3 separate regions of the Sus scrofa genome follow, and regions 1 and 2 are each linked to region 3. A link is a contact called in public promoter capture Hi-C data. All regions are on one chromosome and are shown on one strand. The core of a region is the stretch at or near the end of the contact, and the rest is flanking DNA. Distances in the headings are between cores, read along the strand shown. Region 1 holds the start of HAPLN2 (hyaluronan and proteoglycan link protein 2). Region 2 holds the start of NAXE (NAD(P)HX epimerase). Region 3 holds the start of RHBG (Rh family, B glycoprotein).

What was found. Promoter capture Hi-C pulls out the DNA fragments that hold promoters and counts their contacts.
Region 1: a contact with region 3 is called in a promoter capture Hi-C map of fetal liver, with 2.5 times the contacts expected there. The contact joins the promoter of HAPLN2 here to the promoter of RHBG in region 3. A contact is called at or near these places in 2 of 5 promoter capture datasets (fetal liver and liver) and 11 of 47 Hi-C or Micro-C datasets (alveolar macrophages, embryonic fibroblasts, fetal heart ventricle and 8 more).
Region 2: a contact with region 3 is called in a promoter capture Hi-C map of fetal skeletal muscle, with 2.9 times the contacts expected there. The contact joins the promoter of NAXE here to the promoter of RHBG in region 3. A contact is called at or near these places in 1 of 5 promoter capture datasets (fetal skeletal muscle), 3 of 47 Hi-C or Micro-C datasets (liver, omental adipose tissue and subcutaneous adipose tissue) and 1 of 2 datasets of contacts at active chromatin or transcription factors (skeletal muscle).

Annotation. Positions count from the first base shown.
Region 1 is chr4:93,466,945-93,469,696 of Sscrofa11.1, reverse strand. It overlaps HAPLN2 (hyaluronan and proteoglycan link protein 2), which reads left to right and starts at 1,310. Exons shown (of 8, transcript XM_003355142.5): 1 at 1,310-2,042; 2 at 2,223-2,267; 3 at 2,610-2,668.
Region 2 is chr4:93,494,271-93,497,343 of Sscrofa11.1, reverse strand. It overlaps NAXE (NAD(P)HX epimerase), which reads left to right and starts at 1,432. Exons shown (of 6, transcript NM_001078664.1): 1 at 1,432-1,613; 2 at 1,763-1,871; 3 at 1,997-2,107; 4 at 2,195-2,308. The coding sequence starts at 1,432. It overlaps IQGAP3 (ras GTPase-activating-like protein IQGAP3), which reads right to left and starts at 1,345. Exons shown (of 38, transcript XM_021089671.1): 1 at 1,147-1,345.
Region 3 is chr4:93,705,985-93,709,075 of Sscrofa11.1, reverse strand. It overlaps RHBG (Rh family, B glycoprotein), which reads left to right and starts at 1,260. Exons shown (of 10, transcript NM_213996.1): 1 at 1,260-1,513. The coding sequence starts at 1,327.

The DNA.
Region 1 (2,752 bases), core at 61-2,560, 240 kb after region 3:
GGAAAAGACAGTCAATTCGATCCCTAAACAGCGCGGTCGGGCTGGGCTCCCCGCTATGTAATGTGGCCCCAGTGAAGTCTCTGCAGCTCCACTGACTTGGAGAGTGGAGGAAAAGAGTGGAAGAGGGAATTGCGGGGGGGGGGGGGGGGGGGGCAGCAGAATGTTCTAGGTTTGACTCAACAGTTGCATTCCACGTGGTCTGGGGCAAGTCACTTTCCCTTCCATCTGCTCTTCTTCCTCTGGTAAATGAGGAAGCTGAGCCTCCGGAGGGCCCCTCTAGTTCTGAGAGCATAGGATTTAGTAACCCGAAGCTACAGAGAGAAGAAGGCTAAGAGGGGATTTGAAGGTGGAAACGCTTTATTTTATTTTAGTGCTTTTTAGGGCCGCACCCGCGGCATATGGAGGTTCCCAGGCTAGGGGTCCAAGCCGAGCTACCGCTGCCAGCCTAGGCCACAGCCACAGCAACACTGGAGCCTTAACCCACTGAGCGAGGCCAGGGATTGAACCCACAACCTCATGGTTCCTAGTTGGATTCGTTTCTGCTGAGCCACGATGGAAACTCCTGGAAATGCTTCTAAATGGCTATTTACAGAGAAAACCCTCCCTTTGCACAGAGAGCAAACAAAAAAGAAATGGGCTTATTTAGGGTGTCGGAAAAGTCCTACATCTTGATCTGGGGCAAAGTAGTTACAGATCTGCACACATGCTAACGTTTATGTACAATGAAGATCTGCACTTTGTTACTTGTAAATTATACCTCAATAGAAATGTTTTAAAAACACCAGCAGAATTTTTAGCAACATGAATGGACCTAGAAATTATTATGCTAAGTGAAGTCAGTCATACAATGAGACACCAACATCAGATGCTTTCACTGACATGTGGAATCTGAAAAAAGGACAGACTGAACTTCTTTGCAGAACAGATGCTGACTCACAGACATTAAAAAACCTATGGGGGGGGCGGGGGGATGTGCTTGGGTTATGGGATGGAAATCCTGTGAAATTGGATTGTGATGATCATTATACAACTACAGATGTGATAAATTCATTTGAGTAATAAAACAAAACAAAACAAAAAAACAAAACACCTCCAGCTGGAATTTAGACTGCAAAAAGAACTTCCTAATAAGAGGAATTTTTTTTTGTCTTTTTGCCTTTTCTTGGGCCACTCCCGCGGCATATGGAGGTTCCCAGGCTAGGGGTCTAATCAGAGCTGTAGCCACCGGCCTATACCACAGCCACGGCAACATGGGATCCGAGCCACATCTGTGACCTACACCACAGCAACGCCGGATCCTTAAACCACTGAGCAAGGGCAGGGATCGAACCCGTAACCTCATTGTTCCTAGTCGGATTCGTTAACCACTGCGCCACAACGGGAACTCCGAAGAGGAATTTTTGAGAAGTGCATCTCCACCGGGGGAGGTGAAGGGTCTCAAGAACTTTAATATTCTCCATCTGCTGGGGAAGGAGGAGCTGGGGAACTAGGGGACAAATAAGATGACCTCCCTTGGAGAGCTTCCCAAAGTCCTTCCATCTCTCCTATTGCAAGGTTACCCACTCCCTCTGCCCTCCATGGAGCCCAGCTATCCCCTTGGCCTTACACAAAATTTCTTTTGAGTATTGAGAGGAACCCATTTTAACCTTCTCATCAACCTTCTCTCTCCCCCTCCCCATTTGCTTCTCCTTGGGGATGTCAGTTCCTGTTCTGGGCCCGCCCCCATCCAGACCCTTTTTCCGGTGATGTGTGCCAGCCGGTCCTGCATCCCACATCCCCAGCTGTTGACATTTCGCTGCCATTACCCAGAGGATAAAGAAAGGGCCCCTGTTATTCAACAATAGGGAAAAAGAAGGAGACAATGGGAAATTGTGCTTCCGACGGGGTGGGGACAGAGAAGCAAAGGACAGCCAGACGACAGACAGGGGAGCTGGACAGAAGGGGTCAGGTTTCTTGAAGCAGCTGGAAGTCCTGGAAGTCTGGTTCCCACCTGGAGAGTCTCTTCCCATAGGAGATGCGCACCCAGGCACCGGAGGGCGGAGGTGAGGACTTTGTTGGGGGAGGGGGAGGGGTGCTGCTTAGAGGAGGCCCGTATGGAAAAATTCAGGCAGCTGGAGCTCTGACACCCATGGACCTTTGAGCCTCATTTGTGGTTCACCCCCATGCCCATCAGCCCAACATCCTCGTACCCACCAATCAATCTGTCCCTTCTCTGGTTCAAGCGCATCTGGAAGAATCAAGGCAGCTGATTCTCTGCAACATTCCAGGTAATTGATCATCCTTGGTTGCCTCCTTTCCCTCATCCCTCTTCATGGGTTCCCATGTCTCTTCCCAAGCCCTGTGTCTTCCGTGGGCCCAGGGCAGTGGGTGCCAAAGATAAAGTGCCCGATCACGGAGCTGGACCCAGTCACTTAGCCTGGCTTAGGGGAATGAGGGGTGGGGGGACTTCTTGGTAGTTTTCTTTGAACTCAGGGCAGAAGCTTTTCCTTAAAGGGGCAAAAGGGGAAAGAAACCACACTGATCAGGGGCCCAAATTCTGGGGCTCTAAGTTGCTTGGACCTCCCCGGGGTGGAGGCAGTTCCTTCACCAGGAACCCCTTCCTCCAGCAGGACAGAAAGCTGCCAGTCACCACTCCCCCCATCCCTGTGAAGAGACTCACTTCTAACAGGTCAGTGTCAAAATAAATACCTTACAGCATATTATTGATCAGAATGATCAGAAAAATAATTATCAGTGAAATAATTTGATACTA
Region 2 (3,073 bases), core at 183-2,682, 210 kb after region 3:
CCTTAATGGTAACTGGTTTGTTATTCCCTAAACTTCTCCCCTAACCAGGCAGGAGTGTTTGCATTTTTAAAAACTCTTGGGTTAGGAGTTCCTGTTGTGGCTCAGTGGTTAACGAATCCGATTAGGAATCATGAAGCTTGGAGTTCCCGTCGTGGCGCAGTGGTTAACGAATCCGACTAGGAACCATGAGGTTGCGGGTTCGGTCCCTGCCCTTGCTCAGTAGGTTAATGATCCGGCGTTGCCGTGAGCTGTGGTGTAGGTTGCAGACATGGCTCGGATACCGCGTTGCTGTGGCTCTGGCGTAGGCCGGTGGCTACAGCTCCGATTAGACCCCTAACCTGGGAACCTCCATATGCCGCGGGAGCGGCCCAAGAAATAGCAACAATAACAACAACAACAACAACAAAAAGACTAAAAGACCAAAAAAAAAAAAAAAAAAGGAATCATGAAGCTGCAGGTTCGATCCCTGGCCTTGCTCAGTGGGTTAAGGATCTGGCGTTGCTGTGAGCTGTGGTGTAGGTCGCAGACGGGGCTCAGATCTGGCGTTGGCTGTGGTGTAGGCCGGCGGCTACAGCTTCGATTAGACCCCTAGCCTGGGAACTTCCATATGCCGCGGGAGGGGCCCTAGAAAAGGCAAAAAAAAACAAAAAAACAAAACTCTTGGGTTAAAAGTTTAGTCTTCTCTGATTTTTTCTTGAAATATTACCGTGACCTGGCGTCTACAGTTTCAATTACATTTTTAACCATGGCATACTTGACTTAATTAAGGTTTATACTTTTCTATTTCCACAGCTTTTATCTCGATGAAGAAGGGTAAGTATTACGTATGATTAGGGAAGTAGAACGTGCTATCCTGGTAAACAGAGAAAGGGGAAGCTAAACTAGTGGGCATAAGGGTCCTAAGTCCCATGAAAAGCAGTGTAAATAAGAGCATTAATTTATTGAGCCCTGTGTACGAGGGGCGCTGTCGACGGCTTTGCATGGATTACCACCCCATGAAGTATGTACTCATATCCTCATTTTATAGGACACTGAAACCAGGAGAGCCAGGTTCACTCAGCTAGTCGGTGGTAGGACAAGAACCGGGGCTAACTGCTCTGCCATACAGCTTCCTGGAAAAGCTACAAAAATATGAAAAATTATTACCAAAGGGCGGTTGGGAGCAAAGCACTTCCGGTTATCTCTGAGGCAATACGTAAATGTTCCCGCGGAGGGCTTGGATCCAGACTGGAAGAGAAAGCGCACGGACACAGGCAGACACCCGCGGGGCGGGTGCGTAAGGCAACCAGCCGCGGAGGAGCGAGCGCGGCGGATCCCAGGACCGCTTTCGGCAGAAGCGCTTGCGGCCCCGGCCTCTCGGGGGCGGGGCAGAGTGCTGCGCAGGCGCCGGGCAGGCCGGGGCGGGCCGGAGGCGCGCGCCCTGCGAGCTGGATGTCTGGTCTGCGGGCGCTGCTCGGGCTCGGGCTGCTCGTTGCGGGCTCGCGCCTGCCGCGCGTCAGAGTCCAGGCCGGCGCCTGTCGCGCGCGACCCACCTGGTGGGGGCCGCAGCGGCTGATCTCGGGTGGCCGCGGGGACGTAGAAGGCATGGCGAGCTCAGCGGTGAAGTACCTCAGGTAGGCAAAGTTCCAGGGCGGGCGGGGGCACGCGGGGCGCAGGACCGGGGTGCAGGCCCTCCCTCCCGGGGGGCGGGACCTGGGGCGGCCGCGCTGCCGGCCCGGCGCAGCACCTGAGGGGCGGGACCTCAGGCTTTGCGCTTCCTCAGCCAGGAGGAGGCCCAGGCTGTGGACCAGGAGCTGTTTAACGAGTACCAGTTCAGCGTGGACCAACTAATGGAGCTGGCCGGGCTGAGCTGTGCTACAGCCATTGCCAAGGTCAGTGGCAAGTCATTGTGCAAGCCCCCTGGCCTAGGCACAGCGAAGTGGGAGGGACAGCCGGGCCAAGCCCGAGCTGTCGCTTCCCAAATGCCCCTCTGAATCCCCTTTGACTCTGCCTTCAGGCCTATCCTCCCACGTCCTTGTCCAGGAGCCCCCCTACTGTCCTAGTCATTTGTGGCCCCGGGAATAACGGAGGAGATGGCCTGGTCTGTGCTCGACACCTCAAACTCTTTGTGAGTATTCGCAGAAGGGCCGTGGGGAAAAGAGCATGAGGTTTCTAGGATCTGGACTTGAATTACAACCCTTTCCTTTCCTCATAGGGCTACCAACCAACCATCTATTACCCTAAAAGGCCTAACAAGCCACTCTTCACTGCGCTGGTAACCCAGTGCCAGAAAATGGACATCCCTTTCCTTGATGAAATGCCCTCAGAGGTAGGTGGCTCCAGTTCAGTGCTCTCTCCTCCTCAATAACCACTGCCTGTGTTCTCTTTCCTCACCTTCCCAAGCTGAGCTCACTTGCTATCTTCCTCTCTAGAGGATTAACTCTTAAGAGGGTAGGGATAGTGCCTGACACAGAAAGTGCCCAAAGTATGGTGGGGGTTTTTTTGTTTTTGTTTTTTTGCTTTTTAGGGCCACATCTGTGGCATATGGAGGTTCCTAGACAAGGGGTCAAATTGGACCTACAGCTGCCGGCCCACACCACAGCCATAGCCACGCCAGATCCAAGCCACATCTGCGACCTACACCACAGCTCAGGGCGACACTAGATCCTTAACCCACTGAGTGAGGCCAGGGATCGAACCTGCATCCCCATGGATCCTAGTCAGATTTCTTTCCCCTGCACCACAACGGGAACTCCCCCAAAGTATGCTCTTTGAATAGACGTGGTTAAAAGTCTTCTCCAAAAGGTGTGCTCCAGGAGTTCCCAGCACCACCTTCTGTAAAGCTTCCTTTCCCCTTTATCTCCTGGGTCACTCCTTTCACTCTGTAGCCAGTTCCTCTTCCCCTAGCAAGCAGTAAACACATTATCTGCCCCTCTTAGGAGCTGAAGTGCCTGCTTCATCCTAAACCCTTTCTTCAGATGCCTGGATTTAGGAGTGGGAAACTTTAGAACTTCTTTTTAAAATTTCTTAGCACATTTTATAGATGAAGAGACTGAGATGCAGAGAAGGAAAGTGGTTTGTTCAAAGGATCACA
Region 3 (3,091 bases), core at 11-2,510:
CATCCTCATGGATTCAAGTCAGGGTTCGTTAATCACTGAGTCATGATGGGAACTCCTCGTCTTTCTTTACTTACTCAATTTCTAGGTTGTCCTTCCAGGCTGCCTGCAGACACCACCTCCCAGGAAGCAATTCTCCATCTCTGTCCCCTCCTGCATCCCCACTCCTGAGAGTTCTGCAGCTTCTCATCTGGGCCCCCAAGCCTCTGTGATTCCTGGGGTCACACATTTACTCCAATGGCACTTCAAATCCCTCCTAAGTATCTGGCTCGCTACTGAACAGTGGCTTCTGGAGGGAGGGGTCCTTTGGTTCATCTCTGAAGCCTGGTTCACAGTAAATGCTCAATTAATGGCTAACTCCTCCGTGTCTGTCTACCAGGGCCCCAGTGGATGCAAATCTTGCTTGTGTAACAAGGGGATCTTGACACCTTACTGAGAAGAGCCTTCTTACATTGGCTTCCCTTCTTTCCAGAGGTTGGGGCAGCCCAGACTCTTTTACTGGGTGTGCAGAGAACCCAGGTGTCAGTGGGCCCCAGCCCAGCCTGCTCCCAGGTCCAGCCTCCTGCCCCAGAACTGGGGTGGGGTGCTGACGCAGGTGAGGAGGCTGGGGAGTGGGGTAAGGAACTCACCTGCTGAGGCTTGGACCTCCCCAACCAGGTTAATCATCAGTGCCGAGAGCCGGCTCTTTATCTCCTTTCTCCATCTCTCTTTCAGTTGGGGAAAACGTTGAGTAACCCCTCAACTCTCTCTTGTATTATTAACCCTGGAGGGGCCCCGGGCCGGGGAGGTCTGGGCCTAAAAATAAGGCTTATTTTCACTTATTCTTTAGGAAACACTCTCTAAATTCACACCATATTTAAGGAAAGGATTGCCCTCCCTCTCCTCCCTCCTCTTTGTCCCCCACTCCTTCTCCGTGTTTCCCCCCTCCGCCGCCGCCCCCACCGGATCCCGCAGCTGTGCCCCAGCAGAGCAGAACACTGGGCGTCTTTCCAGGGTCACTTCCAAGGACCTGTTCCAAACGGAACAGCGCCAGAGTCAGCTGGGCTAAAGGAAAAGGATTTGGGGTCCGAATGCCCCATTCCTTCCCACTGCTTGCCTCACCTTAGGCCCGAGACCCTAGCCCTCACCGTCTCCCCTTCCTCGCCTCCGAGGGCTGGGGCGTGGATCTGCGGCGGGTAAGCCTCCGTGTGGGCGGGACCTGCGTCCGGTGGGCGGGGCCTGGTTCTGGTGAAACCTGCCCGGCCCGCCCCGAGAGTGTCTGCCAGCCCAGCGCGCCTGGAGCTGGAGCCGGAGCCCAAGCCGGAGCCGGAGACTTGCAGCCTCTGTCCCATGGCTGGGTCCTCCCGCCGCGCCGGGGGCCGGCGACTGCAGCTGCCCCTGCTATGCCTCCTCCTTCAGGGCGCCACCGCCATCCTCTTTGCTGTCTTCGTCCGCTACAACCATGAAACCGACGCTGCCCTCTGGCACTGGGGCAACCACAGTAACCCAGACAATGAATTTTACTTTCGCTACCCAAGTGAGTACAGGTGAAGGTGCGCGGGGAGCTAAGACCCTAAGCCCCTCTGGTGTCTTGGGAGGGGGCGCTTGGTTGCCCAGATCTACCCCTAGGTGGGCAACCCTCTCACTTTGAGATGAAGGTGCCCCAGATTTATAGTAACACACTTTCACTAGTGTGTGCCACGTTCCAGGTGGCATGTGAATTTTCTCCTTTCGTCTATGAAGTAGACAAAAATGGGGAAAATGAGGTTCAGAGAGGTTAAGTGACTGGTTTTTGCTGTCAGAATTGAGGGAGCTGGGATTTGAACTCAGATCTGAAGCCCCCAACTTAACCTACTCTCTTGTTGGCCTAGTTGGGCTTTGCTGGTCTGTTCCAGAGACTGCCTTTCCTGGGGACTCCTGACCACAGGAAATGATAAACAAACAAACAAAACAAAATAAAAAATCCTTCTGGGAAGGAGAGGTAGGGAGTGGGGTGCAGGAAGCAGTGATGCAGGTATTAATTGTGAAGGGAGCCAAAACTATTGGGCTCAGATGTTTCTTCCCCTGTTCCCTGAAGCTGGCTCTTCCAGAGTCAGAGAGAAAACCACATACCTACCTACCAACCAACAGTCCTCAGCCCTGAGAAGGAAGCATGGCAAGGTTATTAGCCCATTTCTCAGGGGAGAAAGCTGAGGCTCAAAGAGGTTGTGATTTGTTCATGATCACCTGCCATGTGAGTGACAGAGCTGGAACTAAGTATCCTGAGCTTCTTGTGCCACAGCTCATCTGCTTGCTGATGAGGCCCAGAAAGGAGAGGGCTAAGCTCCTGCCTTCTGTTGGGAATAGAACCTCTCCCTCAAGGTTGGGGGTCCAACCTTGTGACTCAGGCCCTAGGCAGCTGGGACCAAGGACACCAGATTTCCCAGACTTCATACATACTTGAGCAGGTCTCTAAGCCTCAGTTTTCCCCATCTGAGCATTGGGGAGAAAGATGCCTCAGTATGAAGGATATACATTCAAGCAAGGCCCAGAATGTAAGAGTCTCCTATATAAATCCCAGGCTGTTATGCAGAACTGGCAGCAGGCTGTCTCCACCTGACCCTTTCCCAGTCCTAATCCCAACAAAATGAAGCTCACAATGCTGATGATACAGAGGGTGGGGTGGAGGCTTGGATCTGGGTTTAAAGTGCCAGACCATCAGCCTTCCTAGGCAGAAGGGGGCTGCAGCTCCTCCCTCCCCATATTTCACCCCATTTCTAGCTACACGAGGTGAGCCACGGATACTGGCATTAAAGCCAGAGCCATAGAGCTGGGTGGCAGACCCTTGAGGTATGCATTTGTCCAGGGAGATGGGGAGTTGGGAGGGGACAGTCCATGAGCTGAGAGAAGTAGGCTCTTGTTCTAGGGTCTGAGCTGGCTGCCTGCTATGAACCTCCCCTTGCTTCTCCCACGGGCCTCACTCAATGCCCCTAAGGCTGCTGGCTTCAAAGTCCTCCCTGGGGAGTTCCCATTGTGGTTTAGCAGATTAAGAACCCAGCTGGTATCCATGAGGATGTGGGTTCCATCCCTGGCCTTGCTGAGTGGATTAAGGATCCGGCATTGCCACCAGCTGCTG